2 separate regions of the Mus musculus genome follow, and region 1 is linked to region 2. Evidence: chromatin contacts called from public HiChIP or PLAC-seq data. All regions are on one chromosome and are shown on one strand. Each heading gives the region's core, a stretch centred on a gene start, on an enhancer-like site or on the middle of the called end of the contact. The rest is flanking DNA. Distances are from core to core; before and after follow the strand shown. Region 1 overlaps Gm31107 (a long non-coding RNA gene). Region 2 has its middle 25 kb from the start of Gm41188.

Evidence for each region. HiChIP or PLAC-seq counts read pairs in DNA pulled down with a chosen protein or histone mark.
Region 1: an H3K27ac HiChIP or PLAC-seq map of embryonic stem cells shows a contact between it and region 2, with 7 read pairs. The contact joins two enhancer-like sites. A contact is called at or near these places in 2 of 484 Hi-C or Micro-C datasets (both in embryonic stem cells) and 5 of 115 datasets of contacts at active chromatin or transcription factors (bone marrow-derived macrophages and embryonic stem cells).

What each region holds. Positions count from the first base shown.
Region 1 is chr14:68,064,928-68,068,919 of GRCm38.p6, forward strand. The region is part of intron 1 of Gm31107 (a long non-coding RNA gene); the gene reads right to left. Among named protein-coding and RNA genes, the nearest start is that of Gm31107, 14 kb to the right of the region's middle. Within about 2 kb of position 1,739, at least 7 of the 459 cell types and tissues checked have an H3K27ac peak or open chromatin away from gene starts, as enhancers often do. A contact at or near this core is called in embryonic stem cells, where this site is marked.
Region 2 is chr14:67,970,987-67,974,994 of GRCm38.p6, forward strand. No RefSeq gene overlaps it. Among named protein-coding and RNA genes, the nearest start is that of Gm41188, 25 kb to the left of the region's middle. Within about 2 kb of position 1,370, at least 16 of the 459 cell types and tissues checked have an H3K27ac peak or open chromatin away from gene starts, as enhancers often do. A contact at or near this core is called in embryonic stem cells, where this site is marked.

The sequences.
Region 1 (3,992 bases), core at 489-2,988, 94 kb after region 2:
GGAGGACTGGAACTTAGTAAATGAGATAGATTTACAAAATAAAATTTCCTACTTAATAGTGTAGGTGTCAAAAGGATATAAATAAAAAGAGTTAGTATTTGTTATTCATAAAGGACCAATTCAGATGTTTTCTGTTTTTCTGGAGTGCTTTAAAACTGCCCCTACTGCCAGCCTGCAACCAGGCTGTGATAGAATGAATGTGTTTGCTTTGGTGGAGACATTCCTTAGATTCTTTGAATTGGAGTTATAGGGCTGATAATAAAGGTAAAATCTGTTCTACTTGCACTTTCTAACAGTGACTGAACATGTAACCCCACACATATGATGAAAAATCAAACACATGTCCAGAGACAAAATGGTATAATCTATACTTCTTGGATAATGACGAGTCTGTCTGTGTTCTGTGGAACCTGGATAAATAAAGAAGCAACCTGACTGCTAGTCAGTCAGAGCTGCAAGATTCCCCTGACCACTACGCCTGACTCACCTCCCTCTCTGACTCTCTGACCCTGTCAACTGCTCGGGCAAGTCCCCAGCACCTGAATAATTCATAGGAGAATTTTTACCAAATTGGGAAGTAGGCACTTGGTGGATGCCGGCTGTTAGGACCTTAGATGCCTCCCCTGCTCCTCTCATGCCCACCCTCAATCTGGGTAACAATTCCACTGTCAAGGCTACCACTGCACCTGCCACCTGAAAGGCTGGCATCCTTTTACAGTTTCCTTTATTTTGATTGTAAACCCTTCAAGGGCAAGAGCGTCTTCACGTTAAATGCCTGGTGCAGGACCTGGCACACAGTAGGCTTTCAATAAATAAATGAAAGGAGAAAGCAGGTTATGAAGTGCCTCCATTCCTCTGCTCGTTGCCTGCGACAGACCACAGTCTCAGTGAAATCCTGTGAGAAAGACATGACAGAAACATATAACTCAGGATAGAATCAGGCATGTGCTCTTCAGCGCTTATCAACAGAATTTGGCTGTTGTGGCCGATGTGTTGATCTGCAAGACCCTTCTGATAGAAAGGCCGAGGAGAATGGGTTTAAAGGACCCTGCTGTGCCTTGGGCAGAAAAGTACTAAATATCCCAAACATCTCTTTCCTGGCTCTTACAATGGAGTAGGTCAACGTACTTGTTAGGACAGCCTAGTGCCAAGTTCATTGTGTCTGCTCACCCTATGGCAGCCCTTATTCCAGAGACGAAACTGTAGCCTTCAGTCCATCACAACAGCTGCAGAGTGCATCATGATCTTTGTGGAACACTGTCCCCTGAACAGGGCATGGCTTTTCTTTTGTTTGTTTGGCTTGCTTTGGTTTGTTTTTTTCACATTGCCTGCAGCTGTGACTACCTCCAGGAGAACTGCACAAGACCAGGTCCACTATTGTTCCGTAAGGGTGGAATCTCATGAGGCCGCATTTCTCTGAGGATTTATAGGCAATTCTGGGAGTGAGGAAGACATTTTCGTCAGTGGTATGGCCGCTCAAAAGCTGCCTGCTCTACAGTAAATAATCCTAATTAAACTCCTTTGATTTACCAAGCTAGACTTGGGTGGGATCGTTTTGTTTCTTTGGTTTGTTGTTGTTGCCCTACAGACAAGCCCGTGAGTGAGTGTGAGACTTGATCTGTGTCGTAGACACTTTGCTGTGAAGTGAGGGGGAACAGGCTTTCTCATGGTCTCCCCCTTCCCATCTCTCATCTGAATTCATTCCAAGCATGGGTGGGGCCACCCGCACCACAAGTTCACCTCCTCCCAACAGTTCAAGTCAGACCAGTCACAGGCAGTTTCCTCTCGGCATCTCCAGTTCAGCCCTCCCTTTGTCCTCAAATGGTTCTACAGATTAAATACGGAACTGAACCATTCGAGCAGATCCAAGAATAAAAACAAGCCACGGTGATGTGATGTGATATTATGGAGATGTCCCTCAGGTCCTAAGAGACGAGAACTTTTTCTGGATCTGCAGCCAGGGTTAGTAAGCAACCATGTAGTCGCTGGGAATTGAACTCAGGACCCCTGTGTCATCTCTCCAGCCCTGCAGCCAGGGTTAGTGATACACCTTATGGCCACTTAAGACTTAGAACTGATCTCCCACTGAGCCCACCTGTTTAATCTGTCTTTAAGAGAACAATGTAACAATCAACCTTACTTGTCTTGGAGTTCCTATGAATCAACATTTACAACCCAAGCTAATGTGTAGCTGCAATCTTAAATTATGTGCTAGTCCACACTTTTGCCCCAGAGTAATGCATGTGTTCTGATAGTCATTTGCAGACTCAGTAAGTGACTGAAAGCAGTCTCTTATAAATTAGTATCCACTATAGATATTGAACAAAACATATGGCTATTGCTGGATAAACAATGGCTTTTGTAGTACTGTGCTCTTGGTGTCTAAGTCCCTATTCACAGTGTAAGAAAGGAGGTTTAGAAGGTGGCGTACAGGTGGCTAGGAAGGAGAAAAATCTCCAAGGCAAAAGGACTCATTAGTGTCACAGGCTTAACTGCCCTCTGCCTTTCCCTTCAAACATTTCATGTATTGAAATAAAACCAAGCCTGAGATGTAAATAGTAAAGAGTACATCTCACAAGGGCTCCCAGTGGATTTTGTAAATTATGGAGAAAGTATATTTTGTTTTGTTTATTTGTTTGTTTGTTTTTGCTAAGGCAGTATGCCCCCAAAATTGACACATAAATTAACTAACTCCCCAATGAGAAGATTATTTTTACATCAAAATTAATTAGAAGCATCGTGAAGTCTGATCCATATTAGCAGTACCAGAAAAAGACAGAACTTTGACCTGTATCTTTTACATTGTTATAAAATCCTCCTAAAATCCGATATAGTAACAGCCAAGCTGGTGAGCCTTCCGAGAGAAGCTAGGTGGCTCTCTCCCTTACTGTGTAAACAGAACACCTAGGCTTCTACAAATGACAGCTTTGTTTTGCTGGGTGCTCTTCCAGGAACTCTGCTTTTTGAGAGAGAGTAGGTGTTTCTGGAAGTCTTCAACACAGTCTTTACAATCTAGGGGCCGAACTCATACTGCACTGTACAGCTTTCACCACTAGAGGGTGATCTTGCGGCACTCGGGAACAAGTTAGGCTTTCCGGTAATGATGAAAGTGCTTTATCCAAAAGCATAAAAATAATCCTTTAAAAAATCCAGCTAATTACTTGGCTATTTTCTAAAACAAAACAAAATAAAAAACCTGAGTAATTAATTCATTTGTTCATTTATGGAGGGTGTGCATGCTTAGGTGTGAGTGTGGTCGGAGGAATATTTGTGGGGGTCAAGAGAGTCAATTTTTTCCTTTCAAGTTGGGTCACATGAAGCTAACTCAGCTCTACCCAATGTGCCATCTCACCAGCCCTTGACTAGTTAATACATATCATGTGATATAAGCAGGGAGCTCTACACAAATTAATCCTGTGCATTGTTCCCTGTATTCTGGAAACTGAGACAGAAGACTCTCTTGAGTGGAGAAATTTGAGGCTATCTTGGGCAGCATAGTGAGATCTTGTCTCAAAAAATAAACACAATATAAAGTAAAATAAATTACATCTCCATAACCCAATAGCTCCAAGCCAAGACATTCCAGACTAGTGCTTCCTAAACCACGCAGAGCCACGGTCAGAGCCGTACATGGCCAGCCTGGACCATCTGTGACGGGTTTGACAGAATCCAGACCTTAGATGCTAATATCCTACTTCTCACAAGTTTGCTCAGACTCTCAGCGTTTCAAACTCTCCAGCATTTAGCTTGCTTTCTTTCAGCCTCCCTGCGTGCGAGCTGGGCATATGTGTTTCTGCTTACAGATTAGAAAAGGAAGACAGCTGGCTGGGACCGTCCAGTTAGTTATGGGGTTGAAAGCCCTGGCCCTTTGTATCTCCCACAACTACCCGCGTGGTTGTCTGCATTGCGGAAATAACGTTTTGGCAATCCATTGATTGACAGGCGAGGACACCGAAGGGCAGGCTAAAACCAGGAAAAGCAGAGTACATGGA
Region 2 (4,008 bases), core at 120-2,619:
AAATGTGGGTCCATGTCAGGGTGGCCCCTGGGAAACTGAGGCAGCTTTCATAGCAGCTGGGATAGCGATGTGGACAGCCCAGAGGTGAGGATCGTGGACTCCCTGCAACTAGCTTCTATGTGTTCTGTTCTTTGAGAATTTTACAAAACTTCTGCTAGGCGCAGTTCAGCAGAAGCCCAGCTTGTCCTTGCTCTCTTCATCCTGGAGACATTGCTGCCATCTGATCCATAGAGTGACTTCATGAACTGCAATGAAGCCAGATAATTATGGTTGACTGGTAGACAAATCTGTAGCCTCCACTGAACAGACCCATGTGTGGTACCCACAGCCTGACTTTCCAGGGAAAAGTCACTTAAATATCCAAACACTGGATGTTCTCCAGAGACAAAAATTTTATTTGTATTACATACTAATGCAATTCTGATGAAGTTTATTTGAATGAAATCTTTGTAAACGTTTGGATTATATTTTCTTTTATAATTCTTCTATATGTCTATTATTTCATTAATATGCTACTCTAACAGATGCTATGGAATACATAAAGTATAATAATTTTATGTTAAGATGGCATGCAGTATTGTTTTTCTAATAGACGCTCTATTTCTAGACTCTGTTTGTGGGACAATGGACCGTGCCAGGAAAGTTGGCAAGGTAGAGCAGTTCTGAGACCCTTGAGACTCGGTACACACCTGAGACGGTAGAAGGTAGAAGAATGGGTTCGAGACCCTAGAAACTCGGTACCCACCTGAGACTGTAAGTGCCTCCCTGCTCTCTCCTAGATTCATAGCAGGAAACGTGTGCCACACTCCCCATGCTAATGAGGTACCTAGAGGCCCTGAGGGTTTAGCCAATAGGCTCCCCTTCCTGGACATTCCTCCCAGCAAAAGGTATTTAATCTTGGGTCCATCCTGAGAAGTTGGTACGCATCCATTTTCCACGATGAACAACCGATAAACAGCTTGGAACCAAGGACTGTCTCTTTCGGCCTTTGCCTACAGAGTAGCAGCCCAAATCTACCATAGAAGGCCTCTTTGTGCTCCCAGACAACCTTGCCAAGCTAAGGACAATCACCAATGAGCTAAGCTGGAGCTATCATATCCCCCAGCCCCAGATGCAGCCCTCAGCCTTCAGCCCAAGGGTCCCAGCCTCTTCATGGGCCTGTGGACCCCCAATCCTTTGCTCTTGATTCCTCTGTGCAGCACGTCATGGGTAACTGGGTGTCTGGGAATCTGGGAATCACTCCCCCTCAGCCCCCCCCCCCCACACACACACAAAGCATCTCGGATTGTATTTTCCTGGAGTGGTGCTCCGGGTGCTTTGCTAAAGCCCAGCACTCAACAGCAGCAGGGTAGGATAAACGGGGTGGGATAAGATTCCCCAGTTTTGCCTTCCTTGAGGCTATGCCCACACCCCAACAGCAGGGTGGAACCCAGACCCACATCTGTCTATATTTTTTCCCTATTGTGATTTTTCACTTTTCTATAGACATACCTATACAATTACGTCTAACAAAGCCTTCATAAAATTTGCATTACAAACCTGTGATTAAAAGCTTTATTGGTGGGGCCTGGAGAGATGGCTCAGTGATTAAGAGCACTGACTGCTCTTCCAGGGGTCCTGAGTTCAATTCCCAGCAACCACATGGTGGCTCACAACCATCTATAATGGGATCTGATGTCCTCTTCTGGTGTGTCTGAAGACAGAGACAGTGTAATAACGCCTTACTGGAGGGCGTGAGAGGTGGTTCAGTAGTAGCTAAGAGCACAGGCTGCTTTTGCTGAGGATCCAAGAGCAGTTCCTGCACTCGTGTGTGCACATGCACACACATGACCACGGATGCTTGCACACACACATCATTTTTAAAAATGCTTCACCCTTGCAGAGGCATGTATGAGCCTCTGAAGTTAGCTTTTCCTGCTTGGGGCTCATTGGAATCACCTTGCTTAGGAACTCTGTTTCTCAGAGCACAAGTTCCATAGGTGAAGTAAACCGGGGTCCCTGGAAAAGGGACTCAGGTTCAGTATTTTTCCCAGGTGGTCTCAGCATGCAGGCTTGATAAAGAATGACTCAGCATATAAAGAATGACTCAGCATATCTGATTTTCCTTCATCCTGTACAGTTTTCCCAGAAAATTAATTCACTATAGAACAAAGTTGCCTCCTTTTTATCAGATAATCACAGCTTTGATACATTTCAAATGAGCCAGAACTTTCCTGCTGTGACCATGGCAACACTTTTTATCATTTTGAGTAAATGGAATTTCATAATTCTCAGCCCACACTCTGGTAAAGTGCTTGTTAACCTTCTCCCTGAATAAGATTGCAAATAAAGTTTCCATTATCATCATCCTCATCATCAGAAATCACACATTGTAACACTGGTGATTTTCTCTGTAGTTGCTGTTAAGAAATTAAAACCATTCAAAACCTAATTAAAAAAAAACCCCTCTTGTTATTCATTTAATTTCCTTCTAGAAGAGAAATTTCTCATTAATTAATTATTTTTTAGACATAATTTTCTCACATTTTATTAAGTGACACTTTAGAGAATGGTAAAAAACAAAAAAAACAAAAACAAAAACAAAAACAAAAACCAAAAAACCCTAAGCTCAGAGATGGAAATGGCTAAAATTGAGGAAATTTCAGACCTTTCTTTGATACCTGTAAGTTCTTCTAAACAAATGTGCAGCCCTCAGCTTGGCTAAAGGGGACCTGATTTGGGGCTGCTCTAAGAAGTCAGAGTGGATGAATCTACAGCAAAGAAACCATCGCCCCCTCTGTTTCTTCTCTAGGTTGTCAGGATTGGTTTTTGAGAGCACAGACTTAGCTCTATTGGGCTGAGCAGCCATGATTCCAATGAGTGTCTTTCACCTTATCATGTAATAAATGTCTGCTGGGCAGGGCATTGAGGAAGTGACTGCACAGTGGCCTTTGGACTTTTCTGGAGGAAGCCACACTCCTGTGAAGCAGGGTTAGTTTACTCCATACATCTATCTGGCTTGCCCGGCCTTTTTTCCTTTCTTTTCTTTTTTCTTTTCATTAATTACTTTACCTTTTCACTTTACATCCCAGGACCAGGCCCCCTGTCCACCCTCCACCCGTCTCCCTAATAAAGCTCCTCCCCCACTCTCCCCTCCCCTGGGTCTCCCCACCCTGGGATAACAAGTCACTTTAGGACTAGGTGCATCCTTTCCCACTGAGACCAGTCAAGGTAGCCTAGTTAAGGAGAACGGGATCCACAGGCAGGCAACAGATTCAGTGACAGCCCCCACTTCAGTTTTGTCCACCCCTAACTCCTGAAGATCAAGTTGCACATCTGCTACATGTGTGCTACATAATTGCCTAGGTCTAGCCCTTCAGTGTCTGGGAGCTTCCAAGGGTCCAGGTTAGTTGACTCTGTTGCTCTTCCTGTGGAGTCCCTGTCCTCTTCCAGTCCCTCAATCCTTCTCCCAACTCTTCCACAGGCCTTCCCCAGCTCCATCTAATGTTTTGCTCTGGGTCTCTGTATAAACATCTCCAACATTGCCACTATGGAAATTCAGTGTGAGTAACTGAATTCTCATGGAGAGGTCTAGCCCCATGAATCTTTTTCTAGATGATTGAAATAGCAAGCTATGCAACTCTCCTCCAGCTCCTGCCCACCCCCAGCCACTCCCTCCTTTGACTTTCTCCCTGGCTATTGGGAAATGCTGGTTGCTATTATACCCAAGGTCCCAGCTGCATGGGCTAGGGTTATTCTCTCTCCTTTTCTATATTAGAAAAACGTGTGAAATGGGAGATCATGCTTACACGCCTCCTAATTTACAAGCCTATTTCAATTAGCAAACCGATATGAATTCTCTACATTGTATCTGACATGTGCTACCAGAACCTTGGTTACTTTATAGATAGAAAGCAAAGCCAAGCAAACTTCTTAGAAATAGAAGGAAGATGTTAGAATCCTTTGCTGAGTCTTTTAATTAATGGTTACTGCCATCTGTCTGTCAGTTTCCTTCTTAGAGTGGAACTT